3 separate regions of the Mus musculus genome follow, and regions 1 and 2 are each linked to region 3. A link is a contact called in public HiChIP or PLAC-seq and promoter capture Hi-C data. All regions are on one chromosome and are shown on one strand. The core of a region is the stretch at or near the end of the contact, and the rest is flanking DNA. Distances in the headings are between cores, read along the strand shown.

Evidence for each region. HiChIP or PLAC-seq counts read pairs in DNA pulled down with a chosen protein or histone mark. Capture Hi-C pulls out chosen DNA fragments and counts their contacts.
Region 1: a contact with region 3 is called in an H3K4me3 HiChIP or PLAC-seq map of embryonic stem cells, with 5 times the contacts expected there. The contact joins the promoter of 4833420G17Rik here to the promoter of Nim1k in region 3. A contact is called at or near these places in 6 of 39 promoter capture datasets (the C10 cell line, frontonasal cranial neural crest, hippocampal neurons and 2 more), 1 of 484 Hi-C or Micro-C datasets (nephron progenitors), 5 of 115 datasets of contacts at active chromatin or transcription factors (embryonic stem cells and stem cell-derived neural progenitor cells) and 2 of 9 other capture datasets (adipose tissue and liver).
Region 2: a contact with region 3 is called in a promoter capture Hi-C map of adipose tissue. The contact joins the promoter of Nnt here to the promoter of Nim1k in region 3. A contact is called at or near these places in 5 of 39 promoter capture datasets (embryonic stem cells, liver, pre-B cells and 1 more), 2 of 115 datasets of contacts at active chromatin or transcription factors (both in embryonic stem cells) and 1 of 9 other capture datasets (adipose tissue).

What each region holds. Positions count from the first base shown.
Region 1 is chr13:119,460,194-119,464,853 of GRCm38.p6, reverse strand. It overlaps 4833420G17Rik (RIKEN cDNA 4833420G17 gene), which reads right to left and starts at 2,095. Exons shown (of 13, transcript NM_001113550.1): 1 at 1,735-2,095. Paip1 (polyadenylate binding protein-interacting protein 1) reads right to left here. Exons shown (of 11, transcript NM_145457.4): 11 at 4,531-4,660.
Region 2 is chr13:119,406,535-119,410,992 of GRCm38.p6, reverse strand. Nnt (nicotinamide nucleotide transhydrogenase) reads left to right here and starts at 1,736. Exons shown (of 17, transcript NM_001308506.1): 1 at 1,736-2,090.
Region 3 is chr13:119,753,315-119,757,981 of GRCm38.p6, reverse strand. It overlaps Nim1k (NIM1 serine/threonine protein kinase), which reads left to right and starts at 2,100. Exons shown (of 4, transcript NM_175538.3): 1 at 2,100-2,287. It overlaps Gm41077 (predicted gene, 41077), which reads right to left and starts at 2,589. Exons shown (of 2, transcript NR_168716.1): 1 at 1,722-2,589.

The DNA.
Region 1 (4,660 bases), core at 846-3,345, 290 kb after region 3:
AACTCTTCCCTCCATCCTCCTCCAACCCCACTTTAGGTTAGTGTGATGGTTTGTATATCCTTGGACCAGGGAGTGGCACCATCTGAAGGTGTGGCCTTGTTGGAATAGGTATGACCTGGTTGGAATGGGTGTGTCACTGTGGGTGTGGGTATAAGATCCTCACCCTAGTTGCCTGGAGGTCAGTCTTCCACTAGCAGCCTTTGGATGAAGACATAGAACTCTCAGCTCCTCCTGCGCCATGCCTGCCTGGATACTGCCATGCTCCCACCTTGATGATAATGGCCTGAACCTGTAAGCCAGCCCCAATTAAATGTTGTTTTTATAAGACTTGCCTTGGTCATGGTGTCTGTTCACAGCAGTAAAACCCTAACTAAGACAGTTAGTAAGGGTTTCTTCTCTACTGCCATCTCTGTTGTTACTTTAATCATTCTTATTGATTACTTAAATCAAAGACTCTTCAAGACCTTACCTAATAACGATGGTTACTTTCATCCTCATCTTTTTTTTTATTTTTAAATATGCAAATAAGGTACGCACAATTCAGGCTACCGGTAGCAGCATAGACTTCTATGTCTTTGTTCCATAGAGAAACAGAATCTGATTAAACTATAACAAAAGCACTCCCACCAAAAGCAGATTTCTGCAGCATCCCCTAAATCCATTCTTTAGCTGGAGCCCATTAATCCTAGTTATTTGCACACAGAATTAGATCAATAGTCCTACACTACAGCCTGCAGAGGCCACACAGGCTAGCCCACCACTTTCTCCAAATGTCACTTCCTAATTCCCTTGTTCTGATCATTTTAATCACACTGGCTTTGTAGAGATTGCTCTTGAAAGAAGGTGTTTCTCATCTCAGGAACTTTGCCCTGCTCTCTCTGTCTAGCTTGTCGTCTCCTTGCTTATCATATCACAAACTCTTCATCAGAACTCACATCTCAACACAAATACCACTTGCACCAAGGCCCAACTTTATCACCTAAGCTAAACTACTCCATCCATAATTGCTATCCTAACATATCTTTTGTCCTCATAGACTTTATCAGTACCTCCCACCAGGATAGAAACTCAGACAAAACAGATCTCTCCTGTCTTATTTACAAATGTATCACTGGGACCTCAAATAGTACTAGGCAAAGAAAGCTGTTGGACAAATAAACTTTCATCAAATACAGAAAGAATAAATATTTAAATTCTTCCCCTTGAGTTCACGATATGCGTTGATGACACCACTGTCATCACGATGCTTTCTGCCTGTAACTAGCTTTCTATTGCTTTTTAAAATCTCGCTTGAATTTGGCCCTTTATCTCCTTTTGTTGGAAGCTGAACTCTTATTTACTACAACTATCTTTCTCCCATTTCGTCTGTCTTCAGTGCATCTCTATATTGCCGTCACGGGTTAACTTCCCACAGGTAAGACCACAGTAACTGCTTTACGTCACTTGTTTAAATCCTTGCAACGCCAATAAGCAAACACCGTGATTACAGACGAAGAGACGTATGTGCACACACGCATAGCTCTACCTGGTATTTTAAGAGCAAATTGGTGCTTTGCATCGTTTTATTCACGTTTGCACTCTCACCATTCAACACGTTAGGTCTGGGGGATAACGAACCGAAAACCCTCCTCTGCATGTTGAAGGCTCGTTTTTTTTTTCAAAACAAACCCGGGGAAAGAGAAGGGGGCGGGAAAACACCCTCAGCAAGACCACCGCCAAACTTGCAACACTCACCGGCGGCTGTGGGCTGCGAAGTTGTTCTGCACCTGGAAGGGAGGGCAACCTCGGCCTCCGACCGACCTCTATTTTGCTCAAGTGGCACGAACTGTGCTGTTTGCGTAGCGCTTCTCCACGGTTCCTTCCGTAATGTATTAACTACCGAGAAGCATTTCTTGAGGAAGAAAAATAATCACATCTACGGAAAAACACGGATACAAGAAGTGTTTCGGTTGAAACACCGGTCCAGTCCTCTGGGGCAGCATCGGCGACGCGAGGAACAAAACACAAACAAACAAAACACAAACAAACAAAACACAAAGCGAGGCAGCAGTTGGAGCCTCCCGCACCGAGAGGAAGGGGCGGTCTCCGGAAAAGCGAAGCCGGAAGTCCCGCCTCTTCCATTGCAAAGAGCAGTTCCGGAAAAGACCGGTTTTCCGGGTTGGACTCTGGTCTCCACGTATCGGGTGCTCAGTGTCGGCACGGAAGCGCCGAGTTTCCGTGGGGATTAGGGTTATAGACCAGTTTTACCAGGCGACACTGTCACAGGATAGGTGTTAGCGGAGCTTTAAAATTCTTTAAAAGTAATCGAAGACAAAGACCACTTGTTTTAAGAGGTGCCAGAAAATGTCTTCTAATTCTTAATCTATTGCCATTAGACATGCGTACGACGTCAGCAAAATACGCTGCGGATTAGCCCAATTCACTGGGGTCAGGATGGGGATTGGAGAATGACTGGGGGGACAAAATATTCTATTAGTTATGAGTGTTCCTAAACTAAAAAACACAGCGATCTATGAGAGAATAGAGTCTGAGAAAATACTTCCACTAAAATCTGAGGTTTGAGTTTTTTTGGGTTTTGTTTTGTTTAGTTTGTTTTTGAAACAGGGTCTGTGTAAACCTGGCTGTCTTGGAACTCGCTCTGTAGACCCAGCTGACCTCGAACTCAGAGATCTGTCTGCCTCTACCTCCCTAGTGCTGGGATTAAAGATGTGCTTCACCATCTTCCTGGCTTTGCCCTGCCTAAAAATAGTATTGCATCCAGATTATAGACTGTCCACAAGACACTCTTGGTAGTAAAGCAGACCTCTTTGTGCTGCCTATTGCCCTCAGTATGAGGGTGAGCTCAGAGCAAGGGGGGGGGGGCAGATCTCTCCACAAGGACATTATCCATATGGCCAGAGCTCCAAATCTGGAGTTTTAAATAGGTACTTGCTAAGTACAAGCAAAGGTCAAGGCTCTGTTACAACTCCAAGCAGTCCAAGGGAAAGATGATGTCTCTTTAAGGGGTTGAAGCATGATCAGGGAGGAAGGAGGCCTGAGGTAGTATGGCCAGGTCATTATGGATGGAGCCAGACTCGAAGAAATTTGCTGATTCTAAATTTAAAAATCTCCAGGCAACTTTTTCTTAAAAAACAAACTAACAAAAAAGCTTTATTAGGAATATTTGTTTAGTGCAAGAGCTTTAAGCAAAGCTATCAGTAAGGGATTGGGAAAACAGGATCTAACTCTTCAATTAGCCATCACTTGAAAATATACTGATACAAAGAATGATCTTAAGTAAAGACATCCTTGGACAGATAACAGTCTTCCTTCCTTCCTTTCTTTTTTCTTTTCTTTTCCTTCCTTCCTTCCTTCCTTTCTTTCTCTTTCTTTCTTTTTTTGAGACAGGGTTTCTCTGTGTAGCCCTGGTTGTCCTGGAACTCACTTTGTAGACCAGGCTGGCCTCGAACTCAGAAATCCGCCTGCCTCTGCCTCCCGAGTGCTGGGGCTAAAGGCATGCGCCACCACCGCCCAACCACAGTCTTATTTCTTAATGACCTGTGACAGTATGTACTGTACATTGTGTAGCTGTTTTCTACCCCCACCCTTTCCCCATCTAATGTTTGAGAACCCGAATGGAATTTCTGCTACACGGGATTTCATGTTTTGAAAGATTACTGGGATTGCTGATGGGGAATGGATTGTGGGCAGCAAAGGGTAAACAGGAGAGAACCCCTAGAATGTAGGTTCTCAATACTAAGAAGACAGCAGTTCCAGCAGGAGAGTTAATTATATTCTTGGGAATTACTGGACCTGGGACTTCGGAGAAAAGACTCTAAAACAACCCAATTTCCTGGTTTAGGAAAGGCGGAAGAGGTTATAAAAAAATAAATTTAGGAAAAGTTTGAGCTAGATTTAAATCTTCTAAATTCATTTGGTGAAAATTGTAAGATTTGGTTGGAATTAGGAGATACCCACCTGGAGATCAATGGCTGTTAGTTGAAGATTTAAAAGAAATGTGACATTAGAATGTTAAGGGGGCTGGAGAGATGACTCAGTGGCTAAGAGCACTGGCTGATCTTCCGGAGGACCTGAGTTCAATTTCCAGCACCCACATAGCAGCTCAAAACCTTCTGTTCCTCCAGTCCTAGGGAATCAGACTCTATTCTGACCTCCCTGAGTACCAGGCACACACTGGTGCAGACACACATGCAGGCATAACACCCACACATACAAAATACAACAATTTAAAAATAAAAATAGAAGAAAGTTAGATAAAGTAAGACAAGCCCAGAAACACATTGCAGAAGAGCATAAAGAGAAAGCTAATTATTGTCTTAGATGCCTAGATGCTTTTTAAATTTTGGTGTCAGTATAGAAGGCAAGCTGAAAAACAGATCTATTAGGGTTAGTGAGGCAGAGGCCAGGGCCACTTTACTGAGACTGCATATAGTGGGAAAGAAAACGACCTTGAAGACCGATTAGAGACAAGGAAATGGATAACTATGGGCTACTTGAGAAGGCTGACTATAGGACTCCGGAACAAGGAAACTTAGAAAAACAGATTTAATTTTTTATTTGATAAGAAATGGCATGGGAACAGCTTGTGGGGGGGAAAAAAAGCCAGATTAGAAAAACAACAAAAAGAAACCCCAGTCACTCTTAAGTAACAGAATTCATG
Region 2 (4,458 bases), core at 487-2,986, 350 kb after region 3:
GGTCATGGCGTCCGTTCACAGCAACAGAACACTGGCTAAGACACCAAGGAATCTATATTCTCCTACAGGGACACTCACTTGTACATCCATGTTCACTGCTGATCTATACACAATAGCTAGAAAGCAGAATCAGTCCAGATGTACATCGACTAATGAATGGATAATGAAAATGTGGTATATGTACAGAATGTCATTTTATCCAGCTATTAAGGAAAATGAAATTATGAAACTTGCAGCTAAATGGGTGAAACTGGAAATATTATAAAGAGCAAGGTAACTTCAGTTCATTAGTTTTGTGTATTTGGAGTACGTCAGGAAACCAGAAAAGGGCCAGTGGGGTGGAGAGTTCCCTTAAGGAAGGAGGGATGGTAGAACACTGTGTAAAAATGATTGTGGAACAGTTCCATTAGAGAGGTAGGAGGCAGAGGAAGGAGCAGGACAGGGGAATGCTACTCAAAATGAGGGGAGGGGGAGTAACAAAAACAACACTAAGAAAGAAAGCATTGGAAAACATAGAGTATGAAGGCAGATGCCCTTCAAGGCTAGACTTGCTGATTGTAGAAAAGCCTTGCACGTGAACTCCGAACTACTTACCACACAGTCCGCAGCACAAAAGAGTTTAAAATGGTTAAGGACTTGCCTCATTGTACCTGCAGTATTACTATCTGTTGACTTACGATTATTATTTTAAAACACCGGGCCGAGTCCTTTCCTGCCTTCCAGTTCTTCTGCCACCGGAAGAGTTTACTCCAGATTGCTGTGCGGAGTCCAGTAGCCCAATGACCCTTTCTGCTGTATAAAACACAAGGCATTCTCTAAATAAGGGGTTCTCTGTGGTTCACTTATTTTTAAAAGATACTGAATGTCTGTTTTTTTTTTTTTTCTTCTGCCTGTTAAAATATTTCAGTTAAATTAAAAGCAAGGGGCTGGTGAGATGGCTCAGTGGGTAAGAGCACCCGACTGCTCTCCCGAAGGTCAGGAGTTCAAATCCCAGCAACCACATGGTGGCTCACAACCATCTGTAACAAGATCTGACGCCCTCTTCTGGAGTGTCTGAAGACAGCTACAGTGTACTTACATATAATAAATAAATAAATCTTAAAAAAAAAATTAAAAGCAAGCAAGCAAGCAAACAAACAATCTTACACTGACGTTTCCTTTAGACTCAGCGCTGGGTAAGTTTAATCAGTGTACCTGCAGAGCAAGTAACAGAATCTAATCACTAACCAATAACTAGGTCGTTATGTTTTGATTTCCTTAATCAGGAACCTTAACAGGGACGTCAACTACAATTACATTCTAGACACTGCCTATGTTAATAGTAGCGCAGGGTTTCCTCTTGGCTGGCCTCGCTGTTGAAGCCAAATATGCACATGTGTGTGTTCATTTTCAGGCCTTGACTTCGTTTGTGAGGAATTTAACCCCACCCCCGTCCAGAATGGAAAAACAACGCCCCCATTCCCGCCCTCGGCTTCCTCCCGCCTAAGTCTTCTCCAGTTACAGAAGTTCGGATTTTTTTTTTTTTTTTTTCCTAGAGAGTTAGAGGAAAAGTCCGGCCCAAGAGTGGAGTTATAGTATCCGTTTATTTGCTCTGCTGGGAGACCGGTGAGGAAATCACACTTTGTAACTTAGTCTCCTGGGGGGAAAGAAGAGGTACGAATTCCTAAAAACTTGAGTTGCAGTGCTTGGCATCGGGTTTGATTGACAGAGGCCGATTGAGCAAGAGCAAGGGGGCGGGGCTGCGGGCCTGGGGCCCTGGCAGAGACAAAGGGGCTTCAGCGGCCACCCGGAGGGGACCAGCTGCTGCGCTGTAAGCGTGCATCTGGTGGAGTCTTTTTCTCCTTTGCAGACTGGCGATCGGGCCAAGCGGGTTTGGCAGGAGGCTCGGGGAGGGGGAGAAGGGGTGCCGAAAGGGGGCGCGGGTCCGGGTCTAGGCAGCCCTGTGTCACGTGGTCGCCGCCGCCGCCTCAAAGTTGGGGCTGTTCTTCCGGGTTGGAGGCACAACGCCGCGGGCCAACCCCGGGTCTGCTAGCTCGGCGTGGCGTTTGCTCGCAGCCCGGGGTCGCCATCTGTCCCGCCTGCCGGTCCAGGTGAGCCAACCAGCCCTGCAGCGCCTAGGGGCTGCTGGAAAAGGCGGGCAGCCAGCGCAGATCCCCGGTCCCTCGGCGAAGGGGACCCGAGAGAGAGCAGCAGGGGGGCGGGGTCGGCTGTGTCTAGCAAGTGGGGCGCAGAGGCTCCTGCAGGAGACTGACGGAGAAGGAATGCGGTATATGCCTCGGGGCTCCTTTTGTGTGTGCGTTCTATTGGGGTGACATGGAAAGGAGTGAGAGGGTAGAGGTGGGAACGGAGTCCCGGCAGAAGACAAAGTAAGCAAGTGACAGCTGTGCAGGTGCAGATCTTGGATCCTGGGGTGGGGGTGGGGTGGGGGCAAGGGCTGCAAAAGTTGTACGTAGTCATTTTGGCCCTTAGAGGGACTGGAAGAGAGGTCGTAGAGGACTTTCGATGAATGGTTTACCTAGAAGAATGACAGCTGGGCGCTCCTAAGTTGTACTTGAACTTTGAGAGTGTTCAGGCGGGGTGTCCAGTTAGGTGTATAGGAAAAGATGTGACTGTAGGTCCGGGCTGACTGGTGGTAGTTTCTGAATACTGAGAAAAAGGGGTTTGGATTGGTAAGTCACGGTGGGCTCTATTAGAGGTCAGGGTGTAGTTCTGGCCAGAGCTGGTTCAAACTTGAGAGGCACAATAACTACTATGTAGCCAGAGCCAATGGGCTTCCACAGGAGGTTATAAATAGCGGTCCAGCTGCACGTGCCAGAGGGTGGCAGTTTAGTTGCTGAGGGAGGGGCAGCACCTGTGACAGGAGCCATGGCTGCAGTGGCTTTGGGAGAGGTCACGCTGCCTGCCAGGATAGGGTATTGTGTCCTTGTTGGTATGCCTAGCTTTTAAAAGCATGACTTTGTTTATGCTTGCAGGTGCCCTTTATTTGTCCTACGGTAGTGTGCAGTCCTTAGAAAACTTTGGAGGCATGGGGCTTGCTTGCCCACTGAACCCCCTTTTTTGGGCAAATCTTGGTTATTTTTCCTTTCTTACTTTATTATTCTTATTATACTTTTTTATTTCGAGACGAGGAAGATCTCGGTCTGTAGCCTTGGCTGGCTTGAACGAACTTCTATGTGTAGCCTAGGCTGGCTTTGAACTTGAGTTGCTCCTCCTGCCTTAACCTCTCCGATGCTGGCATTTACAATCATGAGCTACCACCCCAGCTCCATTTTCATTCTTTCTTTTTTTTTTTTTTTTAATTTATTGAAGGGACAGTTTTGGATTATTCTAGTATAAGCAAACAGATAGGGCCAGTTTTCTACGAGGCTATACAAAGTTTTTATTTTCAAAGGAAGAGTCTGGAAACTGTTTCAGAAATATATTGTGGAATGGCCTCAGGATACCCAGCCCTAGTTATTTAAGTGTTCAGTCAAAAAGTATTAGCTGACTTACTCTGTTTAATGCAAAGCAGTGGGCCATGAAAAATAACAAAGTGAATGGAGTAACTCACCAGGATCTTGAGTTCTTTAATCCTCTCTACAAACCAGTGATCAGGGCACTTTGCTACTTTAATCCTCAGACCTTTATGAGGTAGGTTTTTACTATAATTCTGACCTTAAAGACAGAGAAGCTGGGTGATTTGAGAAGGACACATCTGGATAAAGGTAGAGAAGCGGATTCCAACCCAGAGTATACTCTAATCTCTTTACTGTCTTCTTTTGCTAGATCAGGTGCTTTCCCTAGACTCTAGAGTGCTGGTTTTCAACCTTCCTAATGCTTTGGACCCTTTAATACGGTTCCTTATGTTGTGGTGATCCCCAAACATAAAATTAGTTTTGTTGCTACATCATAACTGTAATTTTGCTACTGCTCTGAATTGTAATGTAAATATCTGGTGTGCAGGATATCTGATATGATTGATACCCTTGTGCAGGGTCATTTGACCCCCAAAGGGGTTTTGACAGGTCAAGAACTGCTACTCTAGAGGGTTTTAACACTGGGGAAGGCTGAGGATGTAGCTCAGGGGCAGTGTGCTCTCAGAGCAAGTGTATGGTTCTGGATCCTGTCCTTGGCATCACACACATCAATCTCTGGGGAGGCACTTATCCTTATAACTTACACCAAGTGGTTTAATGAATGCCATGCTAAAATAGGCATTTTATTCTTTTAAACTTGGGGTTGCGAAATTATTATTTTTTATTCATTATGAATTCAAGGCTTAAGAAGTACATGGAAGTGCATAGAGAATTTCAAAGTGAAGAAAAGGGGGAACTAACTCTGTTGGCGTAAACGCGGACTAGACAATGGTTGAGATGTTTTCTGAATCCCTTTCAGAACCATTTATATTCAAAATAGGGCAAGTGTAGGGGCCTTTTCTTGCCAGTAAACCTCCTGATCTTTGATTTATGTGTTTAATGC
Region 3 (4,667 bases), core at 851-3,350:
TATTACACTCTTCAATGACTTAGGAGTCCTAGAGTGCCAAGGGCCTGATTTGGAAGGAGGAGAATCTATCCCAGTGGTTCCCACTCAGGTGGCCTGAGACCATTGGAACACACAGATATTTTCACATCATGATTCATAGAAGTAGCAAAATTACAGTTAGGAAGTACCAATGAAATAGTTTTATGTGTGGGGGAGGGGGGGTGACCACAGCCTGAGGAACTGCATTAAAGGGTTGCAGCATTAGGAAGGTTGAAAGTCACTTAAAAGTGAAAATGCAGGAGGCTGGCGGGATGGGACCCGGGAAGCACACTTTCGAAGCAATTGCTGACCTATGTTTCCCTTGCTCTGTTGGGGCATCGAATGTGAGTTGTGTGTCTGTAGCTGTATGTCTGGCCTGGGATTTGAGGGTCTAGATTTCTATATAATTTTCCTATAGAATTTTATCCTATGTACTGTCATTTTTCAAGACTCAAAGGGCCTTTCTAATCTTTTTTTTTAATGTGATGTTTTTGCTTTCATTTTATTGTTATAGAAAGAAAATAGACTGGTGGTATGCACTACTTCAAGATTGTTTGTTTGTTTATGTATTTTAAGATGGAGAATCCTGGGGCTGGTGAGATGGCTCAGTGGGTAAGAGCACCCGACTGCTCTTCCGAAGGTCCAGAGTTCAAATCCCAGCAACCACATGGTGGCTCACAACCATCTGTAATGAGATCTGATGCCCTCTTCTGGTGTGTCTGAAGATAGCTACAGTGTACTAACATGTAATAAATAAATTAAAAAAAAAAATTAAAAAAAAAAAAGAAAGCTACAGTATAAAAAAAAAAAAAAAAAAAAAAAGATGGAGAATCCTTCCTTATCAACTGACTGGGTTGGGGAAGCAGTCCTTTCCGTCCCTGGGCTTCCCTTGCACGTGATTCTGTGCATGGAGCTGTCCAAGGTTTTTGGTCTTGCTCTTTACTGTTCCTGACCCCTTTAAGGAACACGCAGGAGGCAGCAGCAAAGAAAGGTCTGAGTATGTCTGGAGTCCCAGTGCTTGGGTTCCAGTCCCAGCCCCAGCGTTCCACAGGTTGGGGACCTTAACTGAAGCCTATGTCTGTCTTTGCTTCAGTTTATTTATCTGCTAAAGCAAGGGACGGTAATATCAGAACTTCTCACATTGCTGTGAAGAGTCTTTGTAAAATTATTTAATACACTGTCTGGCAAATAGAGAAAAATAAATAAAACAGACTCTTCTAGACCCACAACTTCTGCCTCATAAAAATTTTAGATGTCGATTATCTTGATTCTTGTAGTTTTGCCCTGGCATCCAGGGATACACGCGGTGGGCGGTAAGAGAAAGTGGGCAGACTGCTCACAGAGCTGAACTTAGACTCTTAGGTCTGGCTCAGCCATTAAGCCCTCTGTGACAGGAACTGGCTTTCCCCCTCTATTAAATAAAGCATGTTAACTCCAGGAATTATCTTCTATGTTCTGTGGCATCTGTATCAAATTCCCTGCTCTACATTCAATTCAACGGCCTAGCTTCCTAGATCGTAAACTAGAAAAACATCATTTGGCACCCACCACCAGCCAGGATATCACAGCAGGGAGTAGACAAGCAATAAGAGGGCCGCGACTAGGTGGCACCCTGAGAACTAGGCCTGATGTGTATACAAGGGATGGGGCAGAGGGCGACAGAAGCACTTCTTTCTGCAGAGCTTAAAAGCCCTGCTACTCACCCGGAGGAGCTGTCGCGGTGCTTTGCTGGAAGTCTCTGCTCTGTTGGAAGGATTACAGGATAGTGTCGCGGAAGGAAGGAATGAGAGCGCGCAGGGGCTGTTCCGGCAAGGTGTTAAGTTGAGTCGCTTTCTGCTGTGTCTCTGCTTCCCATCGTCACTCTAGGCCCAAACCCCCTCCCGGAAAGTCTGCAGTGGGTGTCCCCTTGCCACACAACTACACACTCCCCTCTCTTCCGCTCCTCCCTCCTGGCTGCCATAGAAACCAGCCTGCCAGGTCCAGGCCGGCTTCCCGTCGCAGTGACCATCCAGTCTCCTTTCCCTGCTCCCCAGAGCCAACCCCCCGCTCAGGATTGGTCCTGTTCAGGACGCTGCGAAGCCCTCGGCTCTGGTGGCGGAGCCAGGCGCAGACAGGCAACGGGGTTTGCCACGGCCCTGTGGGTCAGATCTGCTGCCGTAGGAGCGACCCAGACGTCTGCGCCCCGGGACACAGGAGCTTGTGCCAGCGTCTGCCACTCTGCTCCTCGCCTGGCCGCGCATCGAGCTCCCCAGGCGGCCTCCGGACCGAGGTAAGCGGGGCTCGTCGCCAGCGCCTGGGTCACGCTAGCCTCGCCACCTCTGAGCTAGAAAGAAGCAGATCCGGGATCTCAAGGGAGAAAGGGAGACACGAATTCTGGCCCCGGTGGCGGTTGAAGTGGGGTTAGGAGAAGGTTAAGTGCTCCTGGGGACGTCCACCGAGTCCATCAGCACTCTGCAGAAGGGGACATTGACACCAAGGCGCAGGCTCCCGCCCCTGTATGAGATGCCCTGGTCTGGGCGCGTGTGTGCACCCCTCTGTGTGCACCGGGCAGTGTCACCCGTGCCTATCTGTGTCACACGTGAGCCAGAGGGCAGCCTAGCGTCTCGCATGCCCACACCGGTTCTCTGAACCACAAGAGCCAGGCGCCAGCCCAAATCCGTTAGTTTGTAACTAGGGCTGAGCACCTGTGTGACCTGGATTAGGAGCGGACTTAACTTCTCACAGCTGTGGCCCGGGGGAGGGGTGGTGGTGGCATGAACCCTCAAGGACACCATACACCAGAATCCTCCCCTAGAGAAAGGTGCTTCTTTGGGAAGATCCAACAAAGTAAGGAGGAGCCTCATTTCTCTTCCCAGGCACCTCTCTAGGATTATTATAATGGAAATAGAGGACCTGGAGATACAACCAGGAAGAGACTTCCACAGGGTCTTTAAAACTCTGCAAGCAGAACCCATGGATTCCGAAGGAGAGGCCAAGAGATTGACTGTCCCCTTTCCCTCTCTTCCTCTTCTCTTCACTCTACCTCACCCTTTCTCTCCCTTCCTTTTTCAGTTCCCCCTTCCGGAGTGTAGTAGACAAGAGTGCTCTATGTTAAACACTCCTCCCACCCCCTGCCAACACACACACACACACACACACACACACACACACACACACACACACACACACACACACACACTCCATTTCAAAATAAGGACAAATGAATCACATTCTAACTGCTGCTCGCTGTGAAATTCAGACAAGTTTGGAAACTAAACAAATCACATTTGCACTCTGGGGCCTGGGGTATCCAGAAGGGAAACAAGCAAACCCAGAGGAACAAAAATTTGTTCCAAGTTACGATTTCAAACGGGAATGTAAAACAGGTATTTGTTTATCGTAATAGGGATTTTTTAAAAAAATGTTTGAAGATCTGCATACACAGTTTGCATCATCAGCATTCAGTGTGATTCACAGAAGCACTTCAGGAGATGGTTTTTGTTAGTGTTGCAAAAGCCCTTCTAATTTTGGTTGCCATGGTAACTAAAGAAGGCGCCCTGCACTTAAAGAGGCTGCCTGGATGGAACTGTTCCTGAAGGGAACTCCTCATGTCCCCTCCCGTCGCCACAACAATAACAGAATTCATAAAGAGATTTGTTTCTTTTCCTTAAAGTAGTTAAACTCTAAGCCATGTTTTGGTGTTTTGTTTTGTTTAAGTTTTTTTCCCCCAAATTTTCAGTCTGTTCTTCAGACCTTTCCTCTCAGACAAATGAGAATAAACATAGCGCCCTTCAGCAAGTCAAATGGCCACCAGTCCTGAGGGCTCAGCTCTCTTCCCACACTCACTGAACCAACAGAGGACAGAGGAGCTGTTTGATGTTCAAGGAATCCTGGCCTGGGACTAGACTGCCCTCTCTATTTAGCGGTTAAATGTGGAATTCTAATTAGCTTTTTAATTAGGAGCTGGAGGATGTAGGTGGGGGGCCTGGCAGAGGCTACTGGAGGGAAAGCTGAGCCCAGCTCTCCCCAGATTGATGTTTGCTGGGCTGTTGAATGTGCTTAGGACAGCTCTCAAGCACTTATTTTTGGACTGACCGCTATTAGGTGGCAAACCTGGAAAAACCTTCAAGAAAGACCTTTTTCTGTTAGGGAGCAATGTGGCTGGAATTTTGGGCTGAATTGTGTGCTTTTCTTTATTTAAGCTGCATTTCAAATAAAGACAGGTCTGTAAGAGTCCAAATTTCCCAGTCAGGACTACAAATAAGTTATAGAACGCTATGCTCTCACTTGTCTCTAGGGTTTTCGTTTAGAAAGCTTAATTTGGGACAAGCCGTGGTTCCACACTCTAAACATTTTTCTCAACAAGTGTTGGTGCCTTTAAAAATATAATTCTTCAACAACCACCATTTCTCTTATTTCTAGACATCAATCCCACACATTGATGGCATATGAATGGAAATTTCAGAAGCTTCTAGGCTTACCGTATCAAAGGGGGAAACACAACGATTTTGTCTGAGTAAAGTTATGTTTTCAGCCACATACAGGGCTTCATTTGGGGGAATCTTAAAAACTAAAATAGGCTTCAACTTCAATCTGTATTTCTCTACAACTAAAGAGCCTTGGCTCATTGGTTGGTTTTCTAGAATTTGCTATAAATCTCAGAAGAAAAC